Linked DNA regions of Anser cygnoides: region 2 is linked to region 1. The links are chromatin contacts, called in public Hi-C maps. All regions are on one chromosome and are shown on one strand. Each heading gives the region's core, a stretch centred on a gene start, on an enhancer-like site or on the middle of the called end of the contact. The rest is flanking DNA. Distances are from core to core; before and after follow the strand shown.

Region 1 (6,214 bases), core at 2,632-5,131:
TTTGGCAGTTCCATCCTCTGAAATTAGCCAGAGCTTGAGGTCTGGCTTTGTTCCAATGCTGTCACTGCACTGACATACCTGAGTGTGCACGGCTCAGCACTGGCGGGTCTGCAAATCTGAATGATAAGATTTTTTGTTTGTTTGTTTGTTTGTTTTGTTTCAGGGATCAAAAAAACCAAGCCCAACCTTGCTGAACTGAGTTAAGGAGTTAACATACAAGGGAGGTAAATATAGCATGGCAGCAAAAGTAAGTCAAATCTACCATTCTGGCAAATTTGCATAGTTCTGAAACATTTTGCTGAAGTTATAGAGTTGCTTTTCCATAATGTTAGAGTGCTCCAGGCATGCTTATCATCAGACTGAAGATAGCATGTTTTTAGCAGGCAACTTTACTCCTTGTGTGTTTTTTTTCTGGTCTGTGTCTCATTGGCGTCTGTTCATCAACATCTGGGGCTTGCAGTGGGGTGCTGGACCATGACCAGGGTTCCTCAGCCCCATCGTGCTAGTATTACTTCTAAGTGAATGATATGTTGTCATACTATCAACTGTGGTTGGCAGCCGGTGCAACTTTGTCTATGGGAAGACAGCAGCCTGCGGTCTGTGTTTAGTGTTCTTGTTGCATTGCTCATCCTGTTTCCCCACTGCGGTTGTGCCCACTCATCTCCAGGCTGTCATGCTATAGGGCTGCCCTCTCCTCTCTCCAGAGCTGGCTGGGACATCTCGCTGTTTCCCTTATCGGAGCCTGACCTCATGGGGAGCTCGGTAAGGGGGCTGCAGTCTTTGAACAGGGTTTGGTGTGAAACTGTACCCTGAGCCTGTGTCGTATTTACTCTTCTATCAGGTTAAGGCTAATGTTATTGACGGGGATACACGCACAAAGGATGGACCCTCCTGCAGCTGTGCTAGGAGAGGAGCTCGCCCTTGTCTGCTATCTGGTCTCACAAGGTGAGGACTTGTTTGGCAATAAGAGTGTAAAGCCTTGCTGCCTCACCTCCCCCCAGTCTGCCCCACCAGTGTTCCTACTTTTGTGCCATAGGACACAGCTCTTTTGCTAGTTTCAAAACTACTCATATGGCAACATCAGCTCAGGAAATAGGTCCACTTTAAGCAAAAATCCCTTGACGTTATGTTTAATCTTTCTGTGATCAGAAACACTGTGCAGCAGCACAAGGGGGAGAAGCAGGAAGCAGAAGAAGAGTGGCAACTCTGCTCGTCCATACTGCTGCTGAAGCCTGAGCCCCCCTGGGAAATGCAGCCTCAGTGATGTTGGGGGCTAGCAAGGAATGGCTGAAGCAGTTATCACTTTGCTTCTTTTGTGTATCAAGAGATAAAATCAGGTGTGGCTGAACAGAGAACAGTAGGGTCAGAAATTTGGAGAGGGGCATCCAGCCGAGGGGAGAAGCTGGCTGAGCTCTCCCCTGCTGTCAGATGAGCGTATGGGTTGGCAGCTGGAGACTTCAGGCTGGGTTTGGTCTTCAACAGCTGCACCTTCACCAAGAGCCATGCCGGCTGCAAAGGAAAGCTTCTGCCTCTGCTTCAAGGCACTGTGTTTGTTGGCAGTCCTGCCTTGGCCAGGCAGAGACGCAGCTTTTCATCTTTGTGTGTGTAAAATCTGAAGTACATGAGGAAGAAAGACCAACATTTAGATAAGGCTGGGGAAACCCAAAAGCATGGAGAGTAGAGGGGGAGTTTTAAAAACCATGAATGACAAGAGAACAAGCCTGGCATATGTGTAACTTTTAAAGAAAAAAATGAAGGTTTTAACTAAACGACATTTTGACAGAAAATATTTATTCTCTCTCTCTTTTAAACTTCATATTGATTAGCATTGCTAATGACTTCAGGTGTACATTCGTTGCTGACTTAGCTACTGGGAAGGAATGTGTTTGTTTTGAAAGCAAAGCTCTGTTTGCTAACATGTTTCCCTGGACTTGCTGTAAGACTTTTTTCCTACTGTGACTTTGAAAATGGGGGGGATTTGGGTTTCTAAGAGCTTTTTGCTCCCTTCTTTCTATGAAAAGCAGACTATCTAAAACTGACTGTTCTTAGGCAGTGAATTTTAGACTCTTCATAATCGATGTACTAAAATTCTCCCAAATTCCTCATTTTCTGTCTGGGAAAGGACTTTGAATGTTGCAATATTTACTCTGAGAATATAGCTCAGATTTATTTATTTATTTATTTATTTATTTTAAGCTGTGTTCCGGTGCGGTGATGAGATCCTTAATTCAGGAAGCTCTAACTCAGGAGGAAAGGCAGGTTTTTTTCTATGGGTTGGCAGTACAAAATGTTCAGGTAACTCTGAGTAACACACTTAATCCTGTTCCAGCATGTACAAGGCTTGGTGGAAAACTGACAGAACTGTTCTGGAGATGACTCTGCTCTGGCTATTCCAAAGTCTTTATTGACTTAGGGACATTTATCTCTTCTCTCTGCATTTGTACTATTTGCGCTGAAAACAAGACAGATATATTTAGAAGTCTGTGACTGATTCTGAAGTGTGAAAATGCTTCTCTTCATTCTTTTCTTAAAGACTGCGTGTTTCCAGAAAAGAACAGACAAGATAGAACTCATATGACTGATATTACACAATATCCTGATGCTTCATTCTTACAGATTCTGCGGTAAAAATAATTTTTTTTTTCTAGCTCCGTTCAAGACTCTCTAAGAAAGTATGTGCACTGTTCAAGACAAGAATATCCTCTAATCTTAGGAGATAGCATCTGTAAGATTACACATAATGTATCAAATCCAAGGCTTCTAATGACAAACTGAACTCTCTTCGTTGCATGGCTATTTTGTTATTACCATTATTGTGCTCAAATTGCTGCTTAACATACCGAGTAATAGAAAATTAGCAGCTAAAAGAATAGCATATATTTCAACCTTTAGTCTTTCTGTTACAAGATCCTAATTACAACTCCAGTTCTAAGCTTGTATTTATATTTAACATCTTATAAATCATGCTCTTACTGTGTTTTTTCATTTGAATACAAATGTTAGAAGGAAACAAATAATGTTCAAATGTCAACTGAAACTTTTCTTCCTATGTTACACAAGAAATAACTTTAAAATTTATTTTTTTTCCATTTAGTCAGTATAGATGAGACAGGTCAGAAGTGTAAGGTATACACACATCCACATTTCTTGAGTCACAAAGTTGACAATCAAAACAATAAACAGAAAAGAAAAAAAAAAAGTACAGGGAGTACAGGAAAGAATTGCCTCTGCTTTTTCCTTACTACTTAGTAGGTAATATTTCAGCTGAAAATAAAGTTGATTGTTTACACTTTCTGATCTTTTATAAGGTGAAACAATGGTGCAACTCAGATGCCTTCTGCACAGAATAAATCACGTCCCTTGGGTAACCCACACCAAATTTTCCCTGTGGCAGGGGAAAAGCCCTGTGTCTTTGGCATCTTGGGAACTCTGATATAAAACTTTTTTTTTTCTTTTCTTTTCTTTTTTTTTTTTTTTGGAAATGCTACACCTCTGTGAAACCTGCCAAGTTACCAAACCACATCAGCAATAATAATTTTACTTCTCCTTGTTCCTGGAATGCTAATAACATTAGTACTCTTGTAATTGAAACAGAAACATATTAAGAATTCAAGAAGTGGTTTCAAAAAGCAGCACTCTGTACTGGATTTAAATGACAACTTTTCATATGAAAAAGAAGTGGAAACACATACCTTGACTGCGAATTCAGCACTGAACAGGTACAAGCGAGGGAGTGCAACACTTCTCAGAGAACAGTCACGCTCCTTCTGTTGTATGAATGAGTCTAACTTCTGGTTTTCTGCCCCTCCCTGAACAGAATAGACTCATCCCCTTTTGATGACATCATATTCCTGGATTTTCTGCCTTGCTATATTTTATTTCAGAAGCAAAGCTTGTCTACTCTAACCAACATGTGACCACTCTTATTTGACTATGGGTGGTAAACTATACAAATCAAGTTAAAATAAAGATTTGACACAGCGTGTATAAAACAGCTACATGTGTTTGAACAACAGCTTCCAGAAATGTGTGTGCATAAACATGTGTGCACACATACACAAACCTGACCTTTATTGTGGGTGATGTCATGTGCATTACTTTTACCAGTGTTAGACACAATCAACGGTTACATAAATTAAGTTCTTGCAAGACTTGAATCTTTAAAACAGAAAAGAACAAATATCTCATTTACAATCTTACATTCTTCCCATTCAAGAGAAGAATTTTAGCGTTTATATTTCTGGAAGACTGTGTGTTCCTCTTCCTCAGCAGAAATCTCTGGCTACTCATTGTGCTAAGAACTAAGATAAATTCCAAATACCACTTAAAAATTTATATAGGACCAAAATTTCTTCAAGTTTTGGATGAAACATCTGTAAGAAGCAGAATTATACCCAAAGAGCAGAGAAGAACATTTTTCCTATGAAAATGACTTTTATTCTGAATTTGAGATCATAACAGATCTAATTTTACCTTGTTCATAACAGGCATAACTGTTTTTCCTCTATTTATGCAATTAAACTGAAACCTGAAATAGCAGCCGTGGTTGCAGCATCCCACACAGAGGATGCATCTTCATTCTGAGAATAAATGAACAGAGAAGAGATCAGTCTACTTAGTTTCACACAAATTGCTAATTCTGAAAGTAAAAAATTCAAGAAAACTCTTGGAGCTATTCATATTATATGTGGTCTTTTGTGATCAAAGGTATCTACTAGAACAAGTATTGGGCCCCTGCTCCCCTCTCATTCTCCATTTATAATTCTCGGACAACACTCACTTGCATTTTTCCCAACAGGAATAACTGCTTTGCTTTCCACTCATGTTCCTTTTCTTTCTCTGAAACTGTTATAATAGCTGCTAGAAAATAGTAAGTTGTCTTTCAGTAATGCCACAAGCTCAGTAAAACTTTTTGACCAACGATGCCTTCCCCTGATCCATTCCTGCTTTCCCTGCAACAGTTCTAGTTTGATCATGTAATCTCAGCACTCAAATCTCCAAGGTCTTCATCCTGAATTTTTTCAATTCTTCCTTTTTTTTTTTTTAAAAAAAAAAAAGTTTATATTTTTGTCCTGTATCCAAATAAACACTTTAGAACTGTAATTGGAATTTCTTTCTTTCCTTTTTTTTTTTATTTTTTGGTTGGATGTGGGTATAGTTTAAACATTAACTTAACATGTATTCATAGGAGGGGTTCTGCTAGCTCATTTGTAGCAGTGTAATAAAACCCAGCTGTAGTGAGATCTACTTCATTAAACCCGAGGAATGTGGACAGCCTCTCGAGGAGTAGGTGAGTGGAGTTCTGCAGTCTTCAGGAGCTAGCCTGCTATGGACACTTGTTTCTGAAAGGGAGAAACATGCCTCTGATCATCTCAAGAGCTTTTGAGAGACCAACCTCTGCAAAGGAGGAATGGTGGCTGGTTCAGGGGTGTGGGGAGGTAATGCACATGCCCCCAACTTCGTCTGCAGTTAAATTACTTGGCCATTTGTAATACTGCAGTCAATGTTCTCCTCGTATTTAAGTTTCAGGAGATAGCATGTAGAAACTTCAGTATGTAAGCATAAAACTAGAATATCTTGAATACAGAAAGACAACAGAACTTTTCCCTCCCCTCCCCTCTCTATTTTTCTAAAGAACAACTGTCTGAATGGCTGCAAGATGCCACAGCTGAGAGTCATAACTAGTAATTGTGAAAACTTTAATCAGCTTGAACTTGGTTACATGTGAGCATTTTTTCTTAGCTAGGAAATCTTGGCCAAGATTTTGCTAGGAAGTTGAAGGAAAATATACTGAATATTAGAGTCTATTAATTCAAGAAAATAAATGGTAAGTAAATAAATATATGGGGAGTACTGCTTGCCTTGGTAGTTGTTCATGATTATTGCCAGTATTTTCTGGGGGAGGACATCTTGTCTAGTGATTTTAGCTGATTATTTGCTGCCCTTTTCCAAGTGTGTTTTGCACTTTCCCACCTTACTGTTGATACTATGGCTGTCTTTGTGTCCCTGGGTTTGGAAGAGAACAGTAGTCCTCTGCTTTTTGACGGGGAGTTACAGTTTCGAGTGCTGGAGTTTGAGCAGGAGTTGCCTGATGAGCAGAGGACTTGCATTCTTGACCATGCGTGTGAAAGAACCTCTGCTCAGATGAACGACATCTGCCTCAGGGGTTATTAAAACTCTTTGTGCGTGTGTGCAAAGAAGCTCTTCTTGCAGC
Region 2 (6,214 bases), core at 1,440-3,939, 71 kb before region 1:
TTGTCCTCCTTTTTTGTTTTTCTTTTTTGAGGGTGGAGGGATGGGTGTGCTTTTAAGAATTATTTGAAAAGTTAAATTTTCCTAAGCAGTTTGGTGTTTAAGGAGTGAGTTTAATAGACTGTGATGGCTGGAGTCTGATTTTACTTATGTCACATAAGTTAAAGAGGAATTAATATTGTCATGGCCAAAATTAAGGAAATGTTTTATTAAGGTGAATTTGGTAGGAAGCATACACCTTGCACTTTAAGTATGCATTACTTGAGCAATAAAAAGAAGGGATTTTGTTTTGGTAAACAGTAACACAACTTCCAGTCTCTTTTTGTCTTGTAACCCATAAAATCTTAGTGAGTAATAGACAGTGAAACATGCACATTCTTAGAGTTGGACTTAGAGTGAGATGGCTTTAAATTTAGACTAGGAAAGTGTACTTTCTTTTTCTTTAATTTCCACAGAAGTCCCCATAGTTCTCCTTCTCATACACCAACAAGGCATGGAAGGAGTACAGCATGTGGGGGAAGAGGAAGAAACCCAGATTTCCTAATGGAAATACAATTGAGCAAGGTGAACGACTGTCTGTGTGTGAATATGTTTACATGTTATATTGGTCTAATATCAGCTTTCCATTAGATGCCAGTGGAGGAAAGCGTACTCAATTCTATTTACATCTAATGAATCACATAGAAAGGGGTAGATGTGTTTAACAAAAAACATATTTGTTGTTCTAGCAGAGTATTGCTTGGTTGCTGACCGAACCTGTTTCTAAAGATGGAGGAAAAGCTATTATAATACTCTTAAAGTTTGTTTTCACCACGCTGTACAGCAGCTAGTCTATTTTTCTGTCTTCAGTTCTACTCTGAATTAATAGACCTATTATGAAATTCAACGTTTAGCAAAATAATTGGGATATAGATCTGTTGAGACATTCGGTTTACCATTGGACAGCTGGTTATTAAACAACATCCACTTATGGGAAACACAGCAACGATATGATATAACATTATTTTCCACCCTTCAGGAATAATTATGCTGCTATTGTTTTGAAGCCTGTTTAGAAACTGGTAGAAACTAGGTGCATGATTCAGGTGCTATGAAGAATATTGGCAAGGAGTTAACCAAATCTTATGTTAAAGGGATCAATAACAGAACATTATTTTAAAATAAAGTTTTCTCAAACACTTTCATAAATACGAAAAGGTACTACGTAAAACTGAATGCCTTTTATAATCTGTGTGTACTTCTGGAGTTTAAAATTCGTGTGATGACATTAGCACTTTGATATGATTAGTATCAAATATTTTTGGCAAATCTTATTTTATTCTTTTTGGCAAAGCATGGCATTGCAATAAAAAAGAGGTAAACAGGAAGAGTTTAATATTCCATGTGGAAAATTTAATATGTGGAAGTATAATGTTTCTGAATTTGCAGGTATTTAATGAGTAGGTATTTGGTGTTAGTACTGAGGCATAAAGTTTTTTCATACTTAACGTTGTGCAAGGCTGTATAATAATAACTATATTTAAACAAGAACCCAAGGAGAAGAAAATACTGTCAAAATTGGGAAGTTTCTTAACAGTATTTATGATCAACTATTCTTGTCGACACTTACAATGTTATCACATTTATCTGGAGTACAGGGTGCAGTGTTAAAATCTTGGTATCTGGCCAGTAAAAGCCACTGTTCTGGCCTACCCCAGACAACTTGCAGACAAGTATGCTATGGGAGTTAAGACAAGGCATGATTTGTAAGAAAGGAGACGCAGGTACAGGATTGAGGGGAAAAAGCAGAGTCCATGCTAAAATGAAAAGCAAAACTCGTACTTCATTTAACACCATTGACTCTTTGTTGTGGTTTGAATCGACATGCTAAAATATGAGTACGTGCACAAATAGGAATTGAAAGATTTCTAATGCTAGGGTATTGAAAAATCTGAATAGTTTTCAGAAGTCCTGTTATTACTGCAAATTTAAAACAGTGGACTGAGCTTTAAAGTTCGTGTGGTTGTTTTTTTTTTTGTCTGTTTGTTTGTTTTCCAAGTACTATTCTGTTGTTAAAACTTTTTTTATCACTGGAGCTGATTATGTTGTTTTTCTTCATATATTAAAAGGTGAAATTCCAGCATGAGGTATACCCTCCAGGTGGTGCAGAAGGTGACTCTAGTCTGTTGGAACAGCCAGTGTCACGTCAAGTTTTTATTGTTCAAGACCTGGAGATTAGAGACCGCTTAGCTACGTCACAGATGAATAAATTTCTTTACCTCTACTGTAGTAAGGAGATGCCCAGAAAAGCGCATTCAAATATGGTATGTTTATGGAAAATTTTAATTCACTGTAATTATAGTGGTTGGACTATCATTGTGGAAGTTGTATACAGTTCTTAATATTGCAGAAGAAGGGGCATGAAGCATGAGATCGTGGAACAATGAAGTAATATAACTTATTTTGGTAGTTATTTTCTTGCCTCTTTTGAATATGAAAACTAATGAAAAAGTCAACTTGAATATTAGTATGTGAGATATTAATTTTCTTGAAGTTCTGTCATTTTTAGAAGGTATATGTGCAGGACTACTTCAACAGCTTTCAAAACTTCAACAGCTTTCAAATTTTGGTTTTGAACAAACATCGCTTGTGTGTGTATTCTTAAAATTTTATAGTCTTACTGCTTCTGTAATTTATGAATTTAATTTTTTAGAGTTTTCTTATTGTTGGTTTAAAAATGAAATTAAAACAAGCTACTTATGCTATACTAGCTTTAGAATTGGCAAGTGAAATCAGATCAGTACAGAACTTTTGCAGTAAATATTTGTCCTAGCTAGTGTTCTGAAATGATTAGTACAGAGTTCTTGCAGTAAATATTTGTCCTAGCTAGTGTTCTGAAATTTAACAATTGTGAATGTTACTACTTACTTATCTTGTTGCTGTTCCTCAGTTAACAGTTAAAGCATTGCATGTCCGTCCAGAGTCTGGCAGATCCCCACAGGAATGTTGTTTACGCGTTTCACTAATGCCACTTCGCCTCAACATTGACCAGGTTGGTTGTGATAATGAAATATATATATATATATATATTTATAAATATATATTTGATGGTGTTCTTTCCTCCAAATACTTGCGGCCATCACACCTGTTTTTATGGGATTAATTCTCAGTTTGGTACATTTTCATTTATGATCACAGATAACTTTAGATCTCTGCTTCTCTGTTTATGTCTGTGTTGGAACTTGCCTTGTTCTCTAGCTATTATAGACTTTGCATTTAGAAACTAAAAATATCTATATAACTGGCTTTTTTCTTGAGACTAACAGTTCATCTTCTGAGATTTCTGATGGTCTCTACATGTCTTGAAATGTCGACTTCTTAAAAGCATATGCTTAAATGTGGACAATTTTGCGTAGTTTGCGAATGAGGTAGTTTAGTTGTTTTTAACTGAAGAAAAATTAATGATTAACCTAGAAGCTGTTCACACCATTTTAGTCAAGGGCAGTCGACACTTGAGGACTTGCTTCTCTACTGTGAAGTGTTTGCTCTCCTTATCAACTGCAGTGGCATGAAGAACAGAAACAGGAGAAATTGTTTTACATTCTTTAGTGAGCCTTCAGTGCATGTTAGAGACCAGATTTTCCTTCTAATCATAGAAGAATTCTACTCTATATTGTTTGTAATAATTTTATACAGAAAAATAGTACGGAAATACTGCCATCTAGTGAGGAAGTACGTACCTTCTTTGTAACTTCCGTTTTGTACCATAATCAAATTCACCTTTACAACTTCTGAAAAATAAACCACAGCTTTCCCAGAAGCACAAGGCTGCGCGCAATTATGTCAGAAATTCTTGTTATTTCTTAAGCTGTCTGCTGATCAGTTAGAAACAAAAAAAGGAAAGAAAAGAATGTCCATATGTCATTAATCATAGGATGAATAAGGCACCAATGTGATGCATCTTTCAAAAAAGAAAATTAGATGTTATAATATGAAGATATTAACAAGACATTTAGCAACCACAGAGTTATTAATGCCTTTTAAGGAAGTAATAGTGAGATCTGATATGAAATTATTTGTCTGAAATTGATGGTATTAGTATAAATGAATATAACTAGGCTTGAATACCCTTTTACTGGAAATCAGAGGAATGTTTATAGCCTTTAAAACACTTGAATTCTGGTACAGGCCTCAAAATGCGTGTAGAGATGATGAAAACAACCTTGGAATTTTAAAACAGTTAGATATATTATGCAATCATATTATATGTAGCAGGGGGCAAGGACCAAGAGGGCCTTTGCAGTTTATGTCCTAGATTTCAAATTGGCTTCTGCTTAAGGATCAAAATAAGGAAATGTGTTTTGTTTCATATCTCTATAGAGATAGAAGACCTGAAATTGCAGGTTATATTTTTTAGAGAAATTGGTATTTTTCTTTCCCCTTTATTATTTTTTTTAACCTGATTGTATTTTATTTTTGACACTAGGATGCCTTGTTTTTCTTGAAAGACTTTTTCACTAGCCTGTCTACAGAAGTAGAACTCTTAGTTACTCCAGATCCTGAAGGTACACTTTAAAATATCTCACATGAAAATGTTTCTTCTTTCTCTTTTAGTATGTAAGCATATCTATAAATGTACATGTGAATCTCATGTATAGAAGAAGTTATGATAGTGACCAAAACCCAGTATTAGTAGTTAATTTTTTAATTATTTTTTTTAAAAAAAGATGCTTGGGGTATTTTTGGTTTTCATAAGCACCAACAAAGTTTCTGAATGTCTGGGAGCTCCACTGTATAACATGTTTCACTGAAATTGGAGCATATTAAATAAGAACTTCTGAAAAATTGGGGAATGTATATATAATTATGAGTTCCCGTTAGATAAAACAAATGCATTATTTTGTACCTCTTGCATAAAGGAATATATCTGTCTAATAGCTTGAAGTTGTATAACCCATTGAGAAGAAACAGAGCTCAAGTTTATAAATAGGCAATGCAATGTACGTATGTAAAGCGATACTTCAATCGGTATTTTGAAGCGACACTTCAAAAACAGTATATATTGAAATGCACATTTCCTCTATTAACTATATTTGTGAATTTATTAGCAGCTATCCTTTCCCTATTTCTGTTGAGAGATCATACTGAAATGCATAGGTAATGAAGTGTTGTGCAATGTTGCTATTAAAATTGGATGAATTATTTTTGCCGATACATAAATCTCAACTTAAGCTTCTTGTAATGATTTCTAATGATATTTAAGAATTTAAATATTGTCTGGCTGCTAATTACTACAAATTAGTATTTGCACTTAACTAAGGTTAAGGCATAAATAAGGCATAAGTACAGACTTTTTGTAATCACTGTGGAAAAATCAGTCTGTTTAATCTGTACAATCTCTTATTATCACAGTTAAAAAGTCTCCTGGTGCTGAAGTTACATGTAGTTTGCCCAGGCATGTCAGCAGCCTTAAGGACCCAAGTCCAGTCATTTCTTTCTCATCACACAAGCAAACAACTGAAAATGGTACCGTTGATCCTATGGATGTGGTTAATGGAGATGATCATCATTTCTCACAAGAAGCGACGTCATACAGTGATCAGCCAGTATTTTTCAGGTAAATTTTTGTTACAAAATTTCCAGAGACACACAACTGTTCTGCTGATTGATTTAAGAAAGGGTGATGATAAACTAATCACACCTTATGGACAAAGTGCAGTTGTTGTTTTTTATTCACTGATAATAGAGATCAAATGTATTTGTTTCTATCATGGGAAGGTAACTAATGAATTTATTACTTACTTTTGTACAATACTGTGCACAAGAAAATACAATTAATTAAAGCTGTGCCATGTACAGCACCAATATGTTATACAAAGATATTAAAAAGAGCAGGATTGCTAACTTTCCTGTAAATACTACTTTTGATTAGATTTTAATAAACCAAGAAAAGCTAAATTTGCAATTGTATTTTGTCCGATTATTCTTAAGCACTTTAAGGTATTCTTAAACTATATTCTTAAGTCCGATTATGCTTAAGCACTAGCATGGTATCTAGAGGATTTGTGGTTTAAAGAAAAGGATGCGACGCTCTATTCCATGGTGGGAAACCATGGGCTACTTTTTGAAAGGATAATCTTATTTCTGATTTATGTTTCTTACTGTAAAATTTCCTTTGTATATCTTAGAGAATTTCGTTTTACATCAGAAGTTCCGATACGGCTTGATTACCATGGTA

What was found. A called contact is a pair of places that touch in the nucleus more often than the background predicts.
Region 2: a contact with region 1 is called in a Hi-C map of liver, with 1.7 times the contacts expected there. The contact joins the enhancer-like site here to the promoter of BDKRB2 in region 1. A contact is called at or near these places in 2 of 7 Hi-C or Micro-C datasets (both in liver).

Annotation. Positions count from the first base shown.
Region 1 is chr5:51,975,440-51,981,653 of Taihu_goose_T2T_genome, reverse strand. BDKRB2 (bradykinin receptor B2) reads right to left here and starts at 3,881. Exons shown (of 2, transcript XM_013181592.3): 1 at 3,693-3,881.
Region 2 is chr5:52,045,681-52,051,894 of Taihu_goose_T2T_genome, reverse strand. It overlaps ATG2B (autophagy related 2B), which reads left to right. Exons shown (of 42, transcript XM_048070392.2): 32 at 453-561; 33 at 2,106-2,300; 34 at 2,927-3,028; 35 at 4,463-4,541; 36 at 5,389-5,593; 37 at 6,165-6,214. Among named protein-coding and RNA genes, the nearest start is that of GSKIP, 33 kb to the left of the region's middle. Within about 2 kb of position 2,689, at least 1 of the 3 cell types and tissues checked has open chromatin away from gene starts, as enhancers often do. A contact at or near this core is called in liver, where this site is marked.